Linked DNA regions of Mus musculus: all the other regions are linked to region 2. A link is a contact called in public HiCAR-type and promoter capture Hi-C data. All regions are on one chromosome and are shown on one strand. Each heading gives the region's core, a stretch centred on a gene start, on an enhancer-like site or on the middle of the called end of the contact. The rest is flanking DNA. Distances are from core to core; before and after follow the strand shown. Region 1 holds the start of Lamp5 (lysosomal-associated membrane protein family, member 5). Region 2 holds the start of Bmp2 (bone morphogenetic protein 2). Region 3 overlaps Plcb4 (phospholipase C, beta 4).

The links. Promoter capture Hi-C pulls out the DNA fragments that hold promoters and counts their contacts. HiCAR-type assays count read pairs that join an accessible place to other places.
Region 1: a contact with region 2 is called in a promoter capture Hi-C map of embryonic stem cells, with 4 times the contacts expected there. The contact joins the promoter of Lamp5 here to the promoter of Bmp2 in region 2. A contact is called at or near these places in 2 of 39 promoter capture datasets (the 3T3-L1 cell line and embryonic stem cells).
Region 3: a HiCAR-type map of astrocytes shows a contact between it and region 2, with 5 times the contacts expected there. The contact joins the enhancer-like site here to the promoter of Bmp2 in region 2. A contact is called at or near these places in 2 of 39 promoter capture datasets (hippocampal neurons and liver) and 2 of 115 datasets of contacts at active chromatin or transcription factors (astrocytes and embryonic forebrain).

The regions. Positions count from the first base shown.
Region 1 is chr2:136,056,445-136,059,775 of GRCm38.p6, reverse strand. Lamp5 (lysosomal-associated membrane protein family, member 5) reads right to left here and starts at 2,028. Exons shown (of 6, transcript NM_029530.3): 1 at 1,400-2,028; 2 at 658-830; 3 at 150-281; 4 at 1-26. The coding sequence starts at 1,463.
Region 2 is chr2:133,550,556-133,553,768 of GRCm38.p6, reverse strand. Bmp2 (bone morphogenetic protein 2) reads right to left here and starts at 1,610. Exons shown (of 3, transcript NM_007553.3): 1 at 418-1,610. RefSeq lists promoters at 645-960, 1,450-1,648, 645-3,213 and a cis regulatory region at 2,622-2,632.
Region 3 is chr2:135,711,003-135,713,942 of GRCm38.p6, reverse strand. All of the region lies in intron 1 of Plcb4 (phospholipase C, beta 4), which reads right to left. Among named protein-coding and RNA genes, the nearest start is that of Plcb4, 53 kb to the right of the region's middle. Within about 2 kb of position 1,447, at least 150 of the 459 cell types and tissues checked have an H3K27ac peak or open chromatin away from gene starts, as enhancers often do. A contact at or near this core is called in astrocytes, embryonic forebrain and liver, where this site is marked.

The DNA of each region.
Region 1 (3,331 bases), core at 779-3,278, 2.5 Mb before region 2:
GGTCCTTTGGAAGTGTTGTGACTTTCCTGCCAAGATGGGGAGGGTCCTGTGAACCCCTCTAATTGCTTTAAGATGGGCAACCCCTGAGGCCACTGTGCGCACACCCATGCGGGACTTCACCATCCCTCTACCTCCCCGCATCGAATTACCTTTACAAAGAGCATTCTGAGTGTGTAGGCGTGATCTACCCAGAACACCTCCAGCTCCGACTCGTTGTGGCCACAGTGGCCCTTCACCTCAGCTCCCCGGGTCAAGGAGATCTCAGCCTGTTCTGTGATCAGCTGGGAACACACACGCCCCGCGCCCCCTCAGCGCGCCGGGCCCTGGCGCGGACCGGGAAGGGATGCGCGTCCAAACTCTAGCTTGCAGGTTTGGGCGCTCCTGTGCCCGCGCGCTCCGGGGTCCAGGAACATGCGGGTAGACTCTTACGTGCACACCCCTCCAGGAGGGGAGCAGAGAGGGGGGTTTACTTTTAAAGCAGGCAGGGCGAGCAGAAGGCGTTGCAAGCCGGAACCCCCATGCAGCATTCGGGAACAGCCTGCGGGGGGTTTGGGGGGGAAGAGGCGGGCGACTGAGGTCTTGGCAGGGCCTGGAGGGAGGGTGCCCTTCGGCCCTGCCGCCCCTAGGAGCAAGCTGGGGAGGAAAAAGATTCCTTACATCCACATAATTGCTGGCCCACACATCATAAGGTACAATAAATTTGGCTGCAAACTCTGCCATGAGACACGTCGTCCCATTTTCCCGCACCACAAATATGTCTTTCTCGGGGTTCGTGGAAAGGCCCGAAAGATTTTCCACTTCTTGTTCTGCCACGGTTTGGACCATTACATCTGCGGAACAAGGAAAGCAATTTCATTGCTCTCGGGCTCAACTAGCCCTCTGCTTTAGGACACCTGAGCTGGTTCTCTGCAGGCTTTGGAGAGGCAAAGTTCCCTGCTCGAAGCAGTGTGCTCCGCAAGCCATTTCTCTAGTCTACCGCCACCAAACTCATATTTACTGCTGATAATTTATAATGAAAACAGAAGCTAAAATAAAATTAAATTCTTATTTGCAATACGACTAGGCTTTAACACACACACTTACACACATACACACATACACACAGACACCCTGGGGGTTTAGGGAGCGCGGTTAAAGCTAAATCTTTCTTGGCAGTGCTATGCCCCACCATCACAGCCATGAGTTCGGCGTGTCTAGCGCTCTGTCTGGGAGATGCCATACAGGTGTGTGGCTCTCTGGGAGTTCTCTGATATGGATGGGTCATAACACTCACCAGCCCCAAATAACCACAAGCATAAAGACCTAGTACAACAGAGTGAAATCAGAGGGCTTTATTCGGTGTATTAGATTCTCTGCTGCAGAGTGCATTCAGTACCCCTGGTCCCCAGACGCTACTCACGGAAGAACATTAGGAGAATCCGAAGTCTGTCTCCACCAAGAAGGGTTCTTACTCGGAGATCCATGCTGTTGCCGCGAACCAGGCAGATGTGTTTCTGCTGCAAAGGCCGCCCCGGGAGGAAATCCCTCAAAGTGGCCGGTAGAGTGAGCTAAGGGAGGGGGCGGACTGGGAGGAGGGAGCGCGCGGGATAGTCGCGTGCTGCACTGGGTGCTATGGCTCTCCCGCCGCACACTGCAGAGGAAGCACCCAGGATGCAGGAGCTGTCCACGCTGAGAGTTCTGGAAATAACGAGGTTGTGTTTCAGGACTTGTAATTTGGCTTGTCTAGAAGGCCAATGGGATTGGGGTGGTGTGGGGGAGGAAATTTCTCCCTGGGTCTGTATACTGCTCTGCAATGGTATCTGCAAAGATGACTCTGTCCTAGGAAACTTAATGCCACCCTCGGACTTGCTAAACCCTCCCACCAGGTACAGCCAGTATGTACTGTAGATATAACACCACCGGAGCTCCGAATTCTGCTCTTGAAACAAACCAATAGATTTGTTTCAGATTGTTCATTCTTTGGAGAAGGAAGGTAGGCAGGAACAGAGAAGGAAAATGCTATGGCAACAGTTTCCGGCTTTCAGAGACATCTGTACCCACTCAAGAGCTGCTGAGTATAAGGTTAAAATGATATCTCCTCAAAGGGGGTGGGGGGGTCCAGGCCATGCCGCATATCCTTTGGGACCCAGTGACCAGTGAGATCTATCTCTGAGGGCATGTGGCCTGAGCTAGCCCCATGCAGTAAGCTGTGATCACTCTGTTAAGAGGGTTGCAAATAAACCTAAATCTTGGGAGCAGACAGGGTTATCTGGGGTCTCATAGGACAGAAATTTTAGAACTATGGTGTAAGTAAAGACCTATAGTTATGTAATGAAAACAGGCTGGTATTACGCTAAAGCTTCTGGGGAGCAGAAAGACAAACATCGCTAGATAATTCCTGTATTTGCATTTTGGTAGTTCGCTGATTTTTTTCTTTTTAATTCTTGCTCTAATAAATCAGAATGAACCTTTTTTGGGGGAATAGTCATGGTGCTCTAATTAATTGTAATGATGTCCAAATATTTCTTTTATTAGAGAATATTGCACTAGGTCAATAAATAATAATCGCCTTAAACATAATGACATAGCCAATGTCGTGTTAAAGGACAAACTGCAAAGCATTTTACCTATGTTGTCAGTTTGAATCTCTCCATGACTTTAGAAGCTGAGCAAATGAAAATAGAGGTTATTGTTATTGTTATACCTCCCCCAAAGTGAGACATTGAGAAATTCAATGACCTTCCCAAAGTCATATGGCCAGTTTGAATTAAAATAGAAAAAAAATCACGTGTTTTACATTTACAAGGATCGTAATCATTTCTCTTTATATAACACTTTCATTCTAAAACTTAGCATATTATGACCGCCACTACAATTTTTTATTAAATGATAAATGAACTGAAACCTAAAAATATTAATAATTCACACTTTTACATCTATAAAGTGCCAATTTAAGAACTGATATGCTCTAACATAGTATTTGCTTCAAATTGCCAATATAATTCTGTGTATTTAATTTTTCAAAAAAATCCTTCTATCAAAAATTAGATCAATAGCAACTCAAATTGTAAAGTATTACAATTAATACTTGTAGCACTATATTAATTAATACTGAAGCACTATATCTTTTGATATATATCTGCATTTTGGAATTTCATCAAAAATGGCAACAATCTTGTGAAAGTGATTATATATACAAAATGGAGGCAAATTGTTATTCATATAATTTCAATTCTTATTACATATATAAAACATATATCATCTGTTAACAATTATGAAACACTTATTTTTTCTGAGATACTGTAAGACTTATAAAGCAAGAACACATTCATCCTTGTTTTTATTTGTCTTC
Region 2 (3,213 bases), core at 361-2,860:
CATGGAGAACCCCAACTTTTAGTATCTTCCTAAATGGGACCTACTTCTTAAGGATAGCCAAGGATCTCTAAGGCTTGGAGTACTTACTGGTCAGCAATGAACTAGTAAAATCTACTGGCCATACTCTTTAAATGGATTTCTGCATTTTTTTTTTTGAAAGCCCAAAACAGCCCTTATAATGTATCGAAAACTTGGGGAGGAGGAACCGGCTGGAGGAAGGTCGCAGGCCAGTGGGCAAGGCAGAGGGATCTGGGGTTTGGAATGCCTAACCCCTCTAGGGATCCGCTGCACGTGCACCGGGTGAGGGTATGTTTACGTCCACTCCACTCCACCAGTCCTCCCAGGCGCCCTGCGCCGTTGGGCGGGAAGCGGTGTCACCCGCCAGCCAACCCCGGGTCCCCGGCCCGTGTCCTCTACCTTTAGGAGACCGCAGTCCGTCTAAGAAGCACTAGGGGGCACGTCCATTGAGAGAGTCTCCACATGGAAAAAGCTCTGTCCGAGGGACCTGGAGCAGCAACTGGGCTTCTGTTGCTTTTCTTCGCCTCCTCCTCCTTCTCCGGGTGTTCTCCCTGTAGGGAACTGTGTCTTGGGGTGGGCCCAGCGGGCTGAGGAAGAGAGGTGATCGGGCTGGAGGCGGCAAGACTGGATCCGCCGGGCGAGGACACCGGCGCGAAGTGGGGAGCCCAAGTCACTCTCCCGGCAAGTTCAAGAAGTCTCCAGCCAAGTGCTGACACACAGCCTCGAGCAGGGGGAGGAGTGCGGGGCCGGGACGGGAAGGGAAGGCTGAGGCAAGGCTGCTGCTGTCGTCGGCCTCAGGGACCAGCGCTGGCGGGGCGCGGGGCTGGCTCCGGGACTCGCCGGGCGAGGGACGGACGTTCTGCGTTAGCTGGGCCGCGACCCATGGCTCGGGGCAGCCATCGTGGGCGATGCCGTGTCCGGGCAAGGGCGCAGCGAAGATCTGGGTGGCGGGCGGGCCGCCACTCTGCATCCCTCAGCCTGACTCTGGCGCACCCCCATCAGCGCTCGCCAGCAGAGCCCGCACGGCTGCGGCGCCCCGGCGTCCTGGGGCTCATTCTCGAGACAGTCCAGCCGCGCGTCTCGGGTTGCCAAACCGGGTGACCTCGCGCTCCGAGCCCTCGGGCCAAGTGTCTTTTGTGGCAGCCTGGGGTCCACTCACTCTTCCGCCCGCTCGCCTTGGGCGCTCACTCCTGGGTCAGAGTGGCCCCGCATTGAGGGTAAGACTGTGCTCCGGACTCCCGGTTCTTAGCGTCGGTCCGCGACTCTAGCTTCTCCCGGACAGCCGAGGCCACAGCGCCAGGCGCGCACAGTCTGGAGTTCCAACCCGTGTCGTGCCAGTCCCTCGAAGCCGCGGGTGACCCTCGCGTCTTTCGCCGGGAGGGCGTCCGGTGCCTGGTGTCGCCTGGGGAGGCTACGTCCGGGGCTGCCAATCCCGGGCGGGCTGTGGGAAGCGCAGCGGCGGCGGGCGCAGTGCGAGCAGGGCTCTGCGCGGCAGGGCGAGGACTCCGGCGGCGACGACGGAGGCGCCGTGGCGCGGCGCTCGCGGCTTTTAAAGGAGACGCCGCCTGCCGGCTCCCTCCCGGCCGTGGCCGAACACCTCCCCCTCGGAGGCGCAGCGCGCCGGGGATCCCCGGGCGGGCGGGAGCGGCGCGCAGGGGTGTGGACGGCGCGCCCTACGGGGCGGCCGCGGTGGAGCGGGGCGGGGCGAGCGCGCGGCCGCTAAGGGGTCGCGTCCCGGATGAGTGTGAAGCCGACCCCCGGGACCTGGATCCGCGCCCACAGCTGCGGGAGACTAGGGCAAATCCAGAGTCCACTGGCCTCTGAGTTCCCTCATTGGGCCAATATTCAACTTGAGTTTGAAGTTTTTAGGTAAGAGCACATTAAAAAGAAGAACAGAACTTACAAGTTATTAGACATTTTGGCAAAAATGTGAGCAAACGCTTCTGTTTTGAATGGTGAGAAGAAAATGTCGAGAAATAGCCGATACACATCTGAGTGCATTATTACATTTTATAAATATTCATACATTTATATTCAAATAAATGAATCTAATAAAAAGATGCATATATTTTATATGTATTTATTTATGTAAATTATAAAAATACGGGTACAGGTTTCTGAACATAGATACACACTTGTAAAGTGGACATCCCTTCTAGTGATGTGTGTGTGTGTGTGTGTGTGTGTGTGTGTGTGTCCATGTGAGGGGACAATGAGAGTTAATAGAAATTCTCTTTATAGAAGCGATCACTTCGATACTTGTGATATTTATCTTCCCTTCCACACCCACCTACTCCAGAGTCAGGTAACAAGACAATTCCGGTTTGAGACCTTTGAATTTTCTGCCTGGTCCTCTCTCTCCACTGGGTCTCCAGCAGTAAGGCTCTGGCTGTGGCCAAGCCAGTTTTCTTCCTCAGCTGGAAATGTCCCCAAAGCTGCTGAGCCAGGATTCTTTTTTGAAATCTTTCCATTTCTCCCTACATTCAGGAGCCTTCATAGTACCACCACTGGCTACCCACAGGACCCCCAAAACTATGGGCTGAGCATTCCTGTAGAAGACCAGAGTGAATAACGTTACGTTGTGAACCAGATCTTTCCAGTTTGCAAAGCAAAGACCGAGAAAGACCAGAAGCAGGGGCTTTAATGATTTTTTTACCCACGTGTGCTAGCTTTTCAGTCGGGGAGCTAAAATAACTCTAGGTTCGTTCACCTAAATCGGATTAGCAACCCACAGAGGGAAATTAGGCCCTGGCTGTTTCTAGAGCTGTAGAGGTCAAATAAGGTATTTTTGAAGGAAGGCTGTCTACAAGGGAAATTAAAGGAGAGGAAGGGATAGATCCAGCAATTTGCGATCAGCTACTGTATTCCTTTTTAAAACGTGTTGCAGAAGTTGTCACTCTGAATCATGAGACACCAAACAAGGCGGCAATAAAACACTCCACTCAGACGTGTAAGTGTGTAAGTCAAAAGGGCTGATCGCCTCTGAAGCCATTTCCTTCCCTATCAAGTTTAATTGAGAAGTTAACCATTGCTTCTGTCATCGCGGAGGCGGAAGGAGCAAAGCAAGAAACTCCGAACCTATATGAGATTTAAATGAGAAAGTTGCCTTTAATGAGGAAGAGAAAGCTGACAGCTGTTGGACCAACCCCAAGAAAAGATGAAAATGAAACCTTTGGTGATGACATCAACAATGCC
Region 3 (2,940 bases), core at 198-2,697, 2.2 Mb before region 2:
TAAAGTAGCATTAACAATCTACTAAAGCAGGCATACTACAAGCCTGAAAAAACACCAGGTGCAGAGTCTAAAAATCACACTTTAAAATTGTAATTTAGGATAAACTTCATTAATGCTGAGCAGCAGCCGATCACACACACGACCGTGTGCTAGGATGCAACCCCATCGGATGTAAAGAACTCTTATTCATTACAATAGATTTACATTTTAATCATACCGTCCACGGCTTTCTAAAGTCTACTATGAACAGAGAATGAGAGTATGGAAGCACCTTCAGCGGTGACTAAAACACGACACCTCATTTACGAAACAAGACTGTCTTCACACTGCAGCTGTACGAGAACTTTTGGGGCTCTTCAGGTTTTGATTTATTACTCAGAGGTTTACAAAAAAAGAACATAGTCAGATTTTAGGAAATTTTAATATAATTGTAAGTTTTCATATAGACCACAAACTCATAGTTCTCAGTGAAGGAGTCAACCCTCAGAACAAGGTTCACATCTCAAAATGAGGGTAGGTGTAAAAAATAAAGTCCACCACCTTTGTTCAAGCAAACAAAGACCTTCAAAGGCTACCTCTGGTGATGGGTGCCTGGCAGGGAGAAAGGAGCTGGCCAGATGTCCTGTGAAATTCACTGTCATCAGGCGGCTTCACAGCAAAGCATTAACCATCAGCTCACCTTCTCCAGGCAGTAGAACCCTGCCCAGGCTTGTCACAAGCTTAGTTAGGCAAGAAGTGCCCCCTCTGCAATTGTACACCTCGACTGGACAGGAGCAAATGTCAGGACGCCTTAGGAAGCTGTGTGAACTCTCCCCAGGTCCCACCAAGGGTTCTGGACAGCTGCCCGGCGGGAGAGGCAAGGGACCCCTAACCTGGGTAACTGGGTCTTGTTACTCCTCTGGTTAACTCTTCTTACAGTCATGACTCATTCACGGGCTGAATATTAAATAGAAGGGGAGGTCCTGATGTAACCCCACATGTAGTATTTAACACTCCTTCCTCCCAAAGCAGTGAGCTCAGACTCTCACTACCCTCCGACATGCTCGCTCGGTATCACCTCCGAGCATCGACTTAGGCCATTTACTTTCAGCTTCTTCAAATGGGGTCAGTATCGTATTCGTGCTCTAAGCATCGCTATCTTCCTATCTCTCCACAGAACCTAACATCTGTTCACCCCCCATCTGAACAGAATGCGTATTTCAAAGGGTCCTCTGTCAGTCCCAGACTGGTTTATTAGAAGTCCTTCCTGGGGATAGTGTGGTAGTAGCAACCTTTAATCACACTGATCTGGAGGCAGAGGCAGGGGTTCTCTGTGAATCGGGGCAACCCTTGTGTGGAGGAAGAAGAGGAGGAAAAAAATCTCAACGCACTTCCCTCTCACTCTTGCTGAACACAAAGCTCGGTGGGGTAGCCAGTCATGCCCGGCTCTGTGCTTGGCATTCTCCTGACAGGGACACCAATGAATAGAACTCATATTGATGCAATAGAAGTAACAACCTGGAGGCGCTGAAAACTGTCCAGAATCAAACAAGGGTTTAATTATGTTTGAGACTGTTTTAGCAATTTGGAATATTAGAATACTTAGCAATTTAGATTATTAAGAAACAAATAAAATTAAGCATTTTAGCAATTTTGATTATGATACCCCCCAAAAAAATCTTACAAAGGTAATTAAAGTATCTAGCAAGATATGATTTCCCCACAATGCGCGGTATTTCCTGCCATTTCTTTAGACATCCAGACCTATACCACAGCTGGCAAGCACAGGGGCAGAGGCTAGCAGGCAGTCTTTGAATGCAAGGACACAAGAGTGGCGCGCTTGCGCAATCAGAACTCCAAGTTCCCTCCCCTGCCTCCCAGGGAGGTCCTGATAGAATGTTCCCTTGGGGGGCTGCCAGTTTTGTGTTGCTATCTGAGGAAGCTGGGAGGTGCCCACGAGCTAACACAGCCGAGTTCCAATGCCAAAATATTTCAGGCATTTTAATTTTTATTACAATTTAAACGGACCTCAGAATAGAAGAAAACTTGCCTCCTGAACTTTACTTTTGTTTAAATGAGCCTATTAATTTTCCTTCTGAGCACTGGGGTTGGCATTCCCCCCCCCCCGCCCCCCGAAACTGGTGTGTGTAAGACCTCAGCCCCTCCCCCATGCAGTTCTCCTTGCTGGTGCAGGGATCCCAGCGGCTTGAGACTTTTCAGCCTTCAATCCCTTCAGAAAGGCCTGCCTTTGTGGAAAAGACAAAAACCTTATACTTAACACACTGAAAAGCTGAATTTAAAAGGGGGCTGGAAGGGGGGGAGGAGGAGGAGGAAATTGTTCTAATTACAGGGAGAGCTTGTACATGCAAATGTAGTTTTCCTTGGGGAGATCTGCATGTTCTTAATAAGGAATCCCCAAGCCAAAGTACACATTAAGCTTTTCCTCATCTTTAAAGCGATGCTCTTGCCCAGAAACCGTACAGGAAAGCAGTCTCTGAATGTGCTCTAGGCCTGGCCCAGAGCTGCTGCTTATGAAAGAAAGGCCTTTATGAAGTGTTTTGTGATGCTCAAAAGGTACACTGTCATCCCTAAGGAATGAGCAATACAGTAAAATGTTTGCTTCAACAGCAGTTTATCTAAACCACTCTTGGTCAAGGGTATATACATTTTATAAATGAGTCTCAAATGCTGAGCGCTGCCAATCAGACAAGAACTGGCCACAAATTCTGGGAAGAGGAAACACTCAAGGACAACTCTGTGATAACAGCGTCATTAAGGACTACGTAGCAGGGACATCCAAAGTGAGACCCATTTTTAATTTGGTCTAAGTACAGTGCAATGGACCTTTGCAGTGGAATGTGATGGTCTCTCATGCACTCTGGAGGCTGAGGCAGGAGGACCACAGATTAAGAGGTCTATAACTATATTGCATGAACTATATTGGGAGGCAAAACCTTGTCC